Linked DNA regions of Oryzias latipes: region 1 is linked to region 2. Evidence: chromatin contacts called from public Hi-C data. All regions are on one chromosome and are shown on one strand. Each heading gives the region's core, a stretch centred on a gene start, on an enhancer-like site or on the middle of the called end of the contact. The rest is flanking DNA. Distances are from core to core; before and after follow the strand shown. Region 1 holds the start of LOC100125532 (3-oxo-5-alpha-steroid 4-dehydrogenase 2). Region 2 holds the start of tasp1 (threonine aspartase 1).

What was found. Hi-C and Micro-C count contacts between places; a contact is called where the count stands out from the background.
Region 1: a Hi-C map of embryo shows a contact between it and region 2, with 4 times the contacts expected there. The contact joins the promoter of LOC100125532 here to the promoter of tasp1 in region 2. A contact is called at or near these places in 3 of 5 Hi-C or Micro-C datasets (embryo and fibroblasts).

The regions. Positions count from the first base shown.
Region 1 is chr15:27,894,439-27,899,757 of ASM223467v1, forward strand. It overlaps LOC100125532 (3-oxo-5-alpha-steroid 4-dehydrogenase 2), which reads right to left and starts at 3,426. Exons shown (of 5, transcript XM_011484703.3): 1 at 2,443-3,426; 2 at 1,885-2,048; 3 at 1,702-1,803; 4 at 1,477-1,627; 5 at 782-1,391. The coding sequence starts at 2,843. The coding sequence ends at 1,325. mkks (McKusick-Kaufman/Bardet-Biedl syndromes putative chaperonin) reads left to right here. Exons shown (of 4, transcript XM_011484702.2): 4 at 1-429. The coding sequence ends at 165.
Region 2 is chr15:27,525,414-27,531,102 of ASM223467v1, forward strand. It overlaps tasp1 (threonine aspartase 1), which reads left to right and starts at 1,631. Exons shown (of 14, transcript XM_023963409.1): 1 at 1,631-1,837; 2 at 2,549-2,750; 3 at 3,652-3,719; 4 at 4,353-4,421; 5 at 4,911-5,031; 6 at 5,202-5,286; 7 at 5,363-5,442; 8 at 5,631-5,689. The coding sequence starts at 2,627.

The sequences.
Region 1 (5,319 bases), core at 2,176-4,675, 370 kb after region 2:
AACACGGAATATGCAGAGTTCTGTCCTGCACCTTTGCTTGGTGACTCTTGCAGGAAGCCCACAGTGTTGGACTCGTTCACCGCTAAAGTCAATGCATTGCAAGTTGCTGTAGAGACTGCAAATCTTGCATTGGATGTGAGATATGTCATTAAAGATGTAAACTGACTTGTGTTTTAGAGTGTGTGGATTTTACCGATTACCTTGTGTAGACATATGTTCGTCCTGTCTCAGTATTTACTTCCTCATTACGACACTAATTCCTGGTGTTCCGTTTTTGCTCGTCTTGCAGAGCGAAACCAGTTTTGAAACGTGCATTCGGTTCTTGCTTTCTATAAACTAGGCCTTTATCTGGTGTTCATAGAAAGAAATGCAACATAATCCCCGTGGTTTCAAAATAAAAGCTTTTAATTTAAACATTTTTAAAGTAAATATGCATGTTTCTGTATATTTTTTTATGGTTAAATGAAAAACTTTAATAGAATTCTCAATAAATGCTATGAATATACAACTTAGAAGATACTAATTTGGCCACATTCAATAGCAAAAGTGTTTTAAAAAGTCGTGCCTTTGATCGTGGTATACCCATGGATTGTATATGAGAACTGGACTGAGTGACCCCTCCCCCAGAGTTCCAAACAGGAAGTACCTGTTGGCTCCAGGGAGCCAAAATCCCGTAGACTTCTATAGAAAAACACACAGCTGTTACTCAGTCATTCTATTGGTCAGAATAACTCTTATTCCTTTATTTCTTTGTTTTTTTACATCTTTTCAATAATCCTCATTTTTTATTAAATTTCTTTAGTTCAAGTTATTGAAGCTATAAACTGACCAATCAGATGCCTTAAGAAATGTAGGTGGAGCCTGTTGGCCCCCATGCCTAACATTCAAAACCTTTGATAAACAGATTTTGTGCATCCCTCTTTCAGGTGGAAGGGGTGTGGCCTTTCAACAAGTTTTCTCCTGATTGGTGAGACTGGTTGCCATAGAAACGACGAGTCGGGCCGATCGCTGCTTACTGACGTTGTCTGGCTCCAACACGGCGGCGTCTGTATCACACACAAAAAATGGCGACTAAACTGACCTTTTGATTGGAGTAAACCACCTTCTCTGGATGACATCACACTCACTCCAGTTCCCAGATATAGGCGATGGTAAAGCTAACATCCACTATCCGGATGCCGCCGATTTCCACACTTAAGCGTCTTCTCAGAGTCTGAAAATGTGTTTAATTTCCATGTAAAACAGGAACAGGTGAGCCCATTTCCCCACATGATGAGTTCACTTGCGTCTGCATCGACCGTGTGAAAGGAAAGCGTCTTTTCTCTCACAAGAGGAACGGGATCAAAGCCTTTCGAGACTTGGGGTACTCCTTAAACTTTTCCTGGTAAAACCTGTAGGAGGGAAAGCAGACCATTTACAGACAGAGATGGTTGTTTGCTGTTTTCGGTTGGAGCGAAACTAGATGTTTCTGTGCACCTGTGGTGGTAATGAGCTCTCGGACCGATGAAGGAGAGAGAAAACACGGCGAAGGAAAGTGTCGGAAGGGACCAGGTTGCTACGGCATAGCCAAACCACTCCACAATCTCTCCAAAGTAGTTGGCACCAGACACATATTGAAAAAGTCCTCCTGTAGTTGATCGGGAGGGCCACATGTCACTACAAGCACCGACTGGAAAAAGGATTACGTCACCTGTTCCAGACCTGTAGGAATCTTGTAAACCACTTCACTGGGTTTCCTCAGGTTTCGCAGGATGTAGTCACTGTGGACATTGATGGCCATTCCAGTGTAAAACATCAGCAAACCTAAAAAACATTGTGTAATAATAATAAAAATCACATTTCAGATTTAGTAAAAATGTAAATTTAATACAAAAGTGTGTTTACCAATTTTACAAGGATAACCAGAGAGCCATGCATCATCTAAGTGGGCGCAATGCAGCAGGTAGTGGGCCTGCAGGAAGCCATTTATGCTGCAGAAGAACGCCGCTGCCATCATCACGCTCAGGGGGAAAGGCTGTCCTCGCGTCAGCAAAGCATAGACAAACGTCCTGTTGAGGAGGAGGAGGAGGAGGAGGAAGAGGAGGAGGCGGCGGCAGATGCAAAAGGAGGAACACAAGAAGCTTCATGCACTAACTTACAATATTTGTGGATAAAATAGTTAAGCTTCAATTACAAACTTTTGTTTCAGATTCAAAGTTTTAATAATATCTGCAGCTAGATGAATATATTTGATAATATTTATGTAAAAATGTGGCATCTGAGGGGATTCTCCGCGTTTTTAGAACCAACTGATGCTGGTTCTGCTTCAGAATGTCAGCATGAAAACGATTAATGTTTTTAATGAACAGCGTTGTTACACTTCCTTATGAATGAATAAACTACATTAAACGATGGCAAAAATGGCTTTTAATGTACTGACACATTTACATCTTCTGTTCTTACCTCTGAAAGTAGTGCAAGCAAAAGGTCTTCAGCAGCAGATGTTTCCCCACAGCGGAGGATTCGTGCATCAGGAACATCAGCAGCAGAGGGATCAGGAGAGCAGGAATCTCCTGGAGGAACCAGGCCGGTCTTGCAGGTACTTTTCGGCCTGGACACGAGGGCGCCATGTGTCGTCCGTAGGAGCTCTGAGCCTTCCTGTGAAGCACCAGGTGGGCCAGGCCTACCAGGATGAAGCCGTAGCTGAGCCCGCTGACCGCGCTCTGGTAGCAGTGCATCTTGTGCTCTGGTTGGTGAGCGGCGCAGACCTCCTTTATCTTGAGCATCTGCATGAAGCTGATGTAAGGAGTGTTCTCTGACTCCTCCCAAAGTCGAGGAAAAGGTGTTTCAGCCTGCTGGGACATGAAAATGTTCCCTCTTCCACAGCGTTTGTACAAATATTTGTGAAGGGTGACCTACTGACTTGATATTTGGTGTTTTTTTCAGCACCATTAAATTGGTTTAACTGCAGATTAGACGACTTAAAACAAGCTATTTATAAAAGTCCGTTGTTTGTGGTGTGAAATTTTAAATTGTTTGTTTTGTTCTGGGCTCAATTAGAGGAAAGAATTAAAGCGTGTAATCTTGGTTTACATAAGAACACAGTGGAAAACAATGCAAACAGCAGAACAACTCCTGTTCCTGATCCGAGCAAAGCTTCCACTCAATCTGCATTCATCAGAGTATTTCAGGGATTCTGCAGTTGGACTGTTGACTACATCCCAGATCCAGCAGAGCACAGATCCATGAAAGCATGGCTGTTTTGCTGTTAAAAGAACATTTAGCTGTTTTGATGACTGCAGACATGTTTAGTAGAAGTGTAGAAGTATTGACGCCGCCCTGTTTCATAGATCCTATGTATAAATCCTAATTAAATTCAATCTGAAGAGTTAACTTCAGAATATAAATCCTTTATGTATATTAAATAAAACACATTTCAGCATTTAAATACTAAAATGGTTTCAAAAGTGATAATTTTTGTGAAAAATTGGTGCAACATTTTTTTTTAGCTATGATTGTCAAAAAAAAAGTCTTTGTTTCTAATAAGTGAACAGCAGATAAAAGCCGTTTGTTCTCGGTTTACTTTACAGTCAGTACTTTGCTGCAAACTTGAAATACAGGTTTCCCCGTTTTTGTTCTGGAAAAATACATCCATCACATTTTACTCAACACATATAGCTCCCCCTACTCCCTCCTGTGGGTTAAATTAAGTTCTGACACGCTGCAGGGGGGGAGGTGAAGGCTGCTGTCATCATGGGACACCCCCCCCAAACCCTTTCTCTGACATCTTTGTCTGACCCCCAACTCCATCTGGATGAAGTCCATCTGCTGGACTATTCAAACATGTAGTTGTAGAGTCAGATAAGCTGATTCTTCTCTACAAGTTCTGGTCCATCGCCTGTCCGTCCTGGGGGAGGATCCCTCCTTTTTTCTTCTTTTTTTTTTTAATCCATTTTTTAAGGGGTTTTGCCTCACTGTGACGGAGGGTCTAAGTCCAGTTTAGTTTAGCCTTTACCGATTGAATTCTATGAATTCACGTTCTTTATGATTTTCTGTTTCCAATTACCGGTATGAAGCCCGTTGAGACGACGGTTGCTGTGACATTGTCCTATTAAAATGAAATAGAATTGACCCGACGGTGGATTGAAACGCTTCGTCTTTTGTGTTTTCATCACTTTTCCAAAGTTTTAGATATTAAACCTAAACGTTTCGGTGATTTCGGGCAGCAGAATGCTGGAGCTACCAAAAAATGAAAAAAAAAAATGAAAAATGAAAAAAATATTGCTAAAATGTTTTTTATCAATATTATATGAAATGCAAACTCCATTTGAAAACTATTATATTTAATGGATTCAATGGGATCTACTCACTGAGTTTGGGCTATGGTTATTTAGATTTTTTCTGTTTGGTCTGAATGTAAAGGAAGTTCCCTTTGATATTACTAATAATAAATGAGAAGAAACACCATTTGAATTATTTATTGCCCCATAAATGAGGACAATAATAAAGATCGGCCCATATAGCAAACATTGAGCGTGTCCATAACAGCTATTTCCACCATTTGCTTCAATGACTGCGTGACTGAAGCGTCTCATCCTCCTCACTATCCTCATGATGTTGTTGTGAGGTGGTCCACTATTCCACCACTGCCACAAGTCCTACATGCCGACTCAGCGGTCTGATCATCCAGCCCCCGTTTCAGCGGGTCCCAGACATGGTCAATGGGGTTCAGGTCAGGGGGTCATTGCTGGCCATCCTATATAAGCCACTCCCGCGTCCTGAAGTCCAGCTGTGACACATCAGGCACCATGTGGTGGAGCGTTATCCTCCATGAACAGGAAGTTGGGCTGGTGGACTTGGGAGATGATTTTATGGCGTCTCTGAGGTCAGAACATGCAGCGACCGCACCATCTACAAGAACCAAATGGGTTTAGCTCGGAACGCTGACGCCCGTCCAAACGTATTGACCTCGGCGTTACGCTCAGGACGGGGGAGGATCCCTCCTTCATGTGGGCACCCCTGAGGTTTCTTCGTTTTTCCAGAATCCGTTTTTTTGGGAGTTTTTCCTTACCGTGAAGGGGGGTCTAAGGGCAGGGATGCCAGTATAGCTTAGTCAGTTTGTTAGTTCATTTTAGTATTTTACTATTGCACTCTTTGTATTCACGATCCTTTTGAGTTCATGTTTCACTTCGAACCCCATCGAGACGACTGTTGTTGTGATTTTGGGCTATACAAATAAAGTTGAATTGAAATTGAATCTCGCCTTCTCCAGAAACACCGACGAAACTCATCAATGAAAAAACTGGTAAAAATCAGCTTTTTATCCCCACTGTATGTTGA
Region 2 (5,689 bases), core at 381-2,880:
CCAGCTGAAGAACAAACAGCTTGTCAGGAAAATGGATCCACTCTACATTTTTGGATCATCTCAGGGGGCAAATAATGGATCTTTCTTCATAGAATTTAAAATTGATGGCCATCATGAGACCAATGAACTGGTCCACAAGTGGATGAGAATTTCTCATGGTCCTGGATCTTTCTGAGCTGTTCTAGTTGACTGACATGTTCTGCCTCTTTTTTGCCTTTTCTTGAGAAAACGTGTTTTTATCTGGAAGTCTTTACACTCAAAACCACTTCAAAGGTAATCTTTAGACCTTTCTCACGGTCCAATACCACAATGCCATTTTGTGCCCCCAATAACAGTTTCCACAAATATTTTCACTCTGGCATAAAAGAAATAACAGGTTTTTTTTAGCCATTATTTACTGATATATTATATAAATGCTACCATAATTATGGTTAGACAGAAGTACAATTATTATACAAAAAAAAAAAAAAAACAGACTGACATTAGATTGTGTCTTGTGAATGAGTGATTGGAAAAATTGGTTTCAAACTAAGAAAAACAATTGAAAAATACAGCAAAAACATCACATTTGACTTTAAAACAGTGTGGGGAAAAATTGGGTGCACCGGTCTGACAACAGGCTATTTGAACCAAAGGTTTTTGTGAAGGTGTTTAATTTGTTTGTTATTTTTGTCTTTTTTACTGTTGACTTCCTATTGTGAAACAGAAATTCAGATGCCTGTTATGGGCTATCCGGGATACGCCGCACCTTACAAATGATAAGACCAGAAAACAGGGACATGAAATTTCCTATTTATCCTCTTGAAACCTGGCATCCACATATACAAGGACATCACATTGTGGGATTAATTAACACTGTAGTTAATTGTGATTACATGGCTGTGACTACACAAAATAAAAAAAGGCTTATCAAACAAGAGCATGGGTCTCAAGAGTTTAAATGTAAGAAAATTAAAAATCCTTTTATAGATGAAATTTATAAATCTAGTACAGTAGGGATTACTATTCTAGGGTCCAGATTGTTAAATGCCTGGAAATGTAATTTATTCTGAAATACGTATATATTTGAATGTATACATTTTTTTTGGAGAGCTGTGCCTTGCATCATTGTGTGATTGTGTCTGAAAGAATTTGTCATAATAATATTTAAAAAAAATATTAGAATTTTTTTTTGTACTTTGATAAGAGAAGCTTTAATATGTCACAATTGCTCATACCTTTTTCTATAAAGCAACAACGTCTAAATAAATTTTGAAAAATGAAAAAGTTTGAAGCGTCCTCCAAGGGAGTTTAAATTACTTAACAGCTAAAAATGAATTGTTTCACTTTTCTTTTAATTCAATTCAAAATACAAAGATTTATATAATTGATTTATTTTAAATGTGTATTCATGAATTAAATTTGCTCAAATAAATAAGGGAAAAGGTTAATTTGTATTTTTTCAAGCCAACCTGCAATATTTTTCAAAGTAAAATGAAATTTGTTCAGTAATGAAATGTAACAGCCATTAAATAAAATAATCAAATAACGTTTTAAATTAATAATATATTAAATCTTTCTTTGGCAAAATTCATTTCCATATTTTGAAGTAACGTCATTCAACCCGGATGTGACGTAAACAAACTTCCTTGGCAACGCATATGTGGACCTGGAAGTGTTCCTGCGCCGTTTAGCTTGCTAGGTTAAAACAGCACAGAGCACTAAAAGTGTGCGGCAATAAAGTTTATTTTTAGTCAAAATATATACATTTGGAAGCAGTTTGGCCGTATAAGTCAAATGTAATTTAATTAAATGTTTATCAGGCACTTTGGTTGCTGACAGGTCGAACGGGAGAACTGTAAGTTAAGAGAATCTTGTCGTTGAGTTAGCATCTTTTCGCTAATAACAGGCTAACGTAAACACGACCACTTTAACTTGGGGGGTACAAACGAAAAGTTATTAGTTTGTTGTTTATTTGATATTCCGAAAGACACGTAACATAAAACTTGCCAATTTAATAGCATAAACTTAAAATTAGCCGCAAATATTTCGTCACGAGCAGAACTAATATTCAAAGTTACACAGCTATGTCAATTATCCTAATAACTAAGAAGTTTTGTAGAGCTGCGGCTCTGTGTAAATCTCTAAACGTAGCTCAAAAGTTAAGAGAGTTTATTTCCTTCATTCCAATATGGCTCCCTTGGAATATTTTATATTATAAAAACGCCTGGTAATTGTACAAATCTATGGTGCCACATTTGTTAGAAAAATGTGCATTTGTGTTATGAGCAATAAGTTAGAAATTCTGCTCTGAATTCTTATATTGCTATTGCCATTTAAAAGGAAAATAAATAGTCTTTCCTTTCTACACAGGAAAATAATCTACCAAAGACAATATCGGAAAAAAGTAATTGCATTTTTAAAAAATCATTATTGAAAATAATAAATGATTCAAACATGATTAGGTTTTTAATTTTTTAATTATTTTTTTTATTAGAATTGAGCAATCTGGTCTGCAAAAATTTCTAATCGTTCATCAAAGTTTTTTGTTTTTTTGTTCCCATCACAGGTGACATCGGTATTTCTACTGTTCTTTTTTGCTGCTGTCTGGCAGGCAGTGGTTGGCTGGTCAAGGGATGCAGGGGCTATGGAGAGTGTGATGAATTGTGCTGACGAGCAGCAACCCTCCTCCATGGCCAACCTATGGTCCAATAAACAGGAATCAAGCAGGACCCAAAAGGCAAAAGGTGGATTTGTTTTGGTCCATGCAGGTAGGGTCATAAACCAACATTTTTGCCTGCATCTATTTTTAAAGAAGCACACCATAATAGTCGGAGGTTTCTATTGTCGTACTGTACATTTGATAGAATGCCAGATGTTTTTAGTTAGTGACAGATCTGGAATGTAAGTGGGCCCCTTGAGCTCTGGATCCGTAAGATCAGAGTCACACGGTTGGTTCACCTTAAAAATATTAAATTTTCTTAAAGAAATAAGATTTTTTTCCACCCCAAAATAGATATCAACATGTTCAAAAGAATTTAAATATTCTTCATTCACAGTGGGTTTTTAAAAAAAAGAATAAAGCTTTTGGTAAATAGTCAAATTACTTCCTCAGGGAATTATAGATGTTTGATTTTGATCAGTTGGCGACGCACATGTGGTGCTCTACAGCTGGAAAGGGGAAAACATGTCTTCACTTCTGACCTTATTTCTCATCAGATTTCATTGTGGGACCCGAAAACAAACCAGTTAGCTGTAAAAAAAAAAAAAAAAAAAAAAAAAAAAGTGCAAATATGCAATGACTGTTGAAAAAATAGAACTGCTTTAGTTGGAAAAAATGGGATTTACTTTTTGAAATTTGTTTTGATTTCCCCTAGCTTTTGTCAAAAATAAAAGGACGTTTAAATGTAATTACTGTTACTTATCTGAAGTTAATGTCATATAAGTTTAAAGCTGCATTTGCACCAGTTTTCTGACTGTTACTTGTGACAATGCCACCTGGATGAATGAGAACCTTCACTGACATTTGAAATAAATCTGTTTGAAAATTCCTGCATCTGACTAGGAAAATAAAATCTTGTTAATGCTTTTCTGTATATTTGTTCTTTTATCTTTTATCCCATTTGAATTAGGATTAAAGCTTTGAGCAAAACGTTTTTCATGTACTTTCAGGAGCAGGATATCACTCTGAATCTAAGGCAAAGGAGTACAAGCATGTCTGCAAAAAAGCCTGCCAGAGGGTGAGTTTACTTTGTCAGCTCTTAGCAAGAAAAACACAATGAGTGTCTGCATAAAAGCAACACAACTTTCAGTTTATTAGTGTTAATGTTTTCTTTTTCTTTTCTTTCTTTAAAAAAAAAAAACTTTCAGTTTTCTTCAGTCAAATCCATCCTTTCTTTTAAAGGACATTTCAGCCAAAAGACAGCAGTCCTGTACAGATACACAGGTTTTCTCTTTCTTGTACTGCTGTACATTTGGGGGGGGGGTATTTCTTTCTCTTTTTGTGTGAATAAACATAGTTTTCTTTCATTTTTAGACCAGCATAGCTTTGTATGTTCGTTTTATGTTACACAGAAGGCAAAACATCATGTCTCGATTAAAACTAAACTGGTTTGATTAAATTAAATTACATTTTAAGAATTTTGTTCAAAAGAATGTTTTCTAGGGAACTCTAAAAAATATATTTAGAATTTTTTGAGTTTTAGGATTATATTATAGATTAGAAACAGAAGGAAGAGCTGTTGAGACTGACATTCTTATGTGTTTGTTTTGTTTTAGCATGTGACTTCAGTAAAGAGTGTCTTTTTATTTTTGCAGTTTTGTCATGAGGTGAATGACTTGTGAACTTGTCCTTGTTGTGACGTGTCTATCAGGCTGTGGATCAACTCAAAGCCGGGGCGCTGGCCGTGGAAGCGGTGGCTGCTGCGCTGGTTGAGCTGGAGGTTAGTCTCTGAATCATGCCAACATTCTTTATATGAACTCTTCTAACACAGAAATAAGAGGCTGACTAGACTGGACGGGGTTTTTATAACTTCTGGTATCCATTTATCCATCATCTATCTCACTTCACTTTCTAAAAATAACAAATGAGACAGCGAGTTTTCACATATTGATGAAGGGTTAAGTAACAGAATTCCTAGGTATTTTCTTCCACACTGTGGCATTGATATTTTTAGGTGTGGATGAGTCAGGGAACGCCTCGTCCCTCTGAACCGCAGGCTTGTAGGCAGACAGCAGAGAAGCTTCTAAATTCCAATCACAATGGGAGAGGATTTTGGTCAGAAAAACAGCCGTTTTGTTACAAATGACCAGTTTTTTAACCTTTTAAATGAAATAATTTCAGCCTAAAAGCTGCAACCTTCACTGAAAAAGCATGAACAGTGTTTTGAACGTAGCAGGTTTTCAATAAATAATGTCCTACCTCTTCTCAGGACTCCCCTTTTACAAACGCCGGCATGGGCTCCAACCTGAATTTGTCAGGGGAGATTGAATGTGATGCAAGCATCATGGATGGAAAGTCTCTTCATTTTGGTGCAGTGGGGGCCATCAGTGGTGAGTTAGTACACTGTTGTACGATCCTGCAAGAGCTTTTGTTTAACTTTTACTGTACAGCTTTTGTATTGTTTACGACAAAACGGAGACCTTATACTTGGATTTTTACTACTTTATGTACGTCTTGAAGAAGTACAAGCATCGCTCCTGGAGTTTTTATTTCCTTCTAGGTATTAAAAATCCTGTTTCAGTGGCAAACCGTCTGCTGAAGGAAGGACAGAAAGGGAAGCTGTCAGCTGGGAGAATACCACCTTGGTGAGTTTCTCATTTTATAACCATTCTTGCAGGTTTTACTAGAAAATCTCCACATATTTCTCTTTTCTTTATTTAGTTTTCTAGTCGGTCGAGGAGCCCACGATTGGGCAGTGTGTCATGGAATCCCATCATGCCCTTCAGAGAAAATGGCCACAAGTAAGTGTTAGTACAGCAACTAACAGCGCCGAGGCTTATTTAAACAAAAAAAAAAATATTTTCTTTGCCGTTAAATCAACAATTATTGCCGTAAAATTAAAGTATTAGACACATTGCGGTACATTTAATGGGGGACATTTTTTAAAAATCCTATAGAAAAAGCTGGAAACCGTGTTTTTGTTACTCAGAGTTCAGTTTATCTGCATACAAGAGGAACAAGCGAAAGATGGAGCTGGCAGAGAGAATG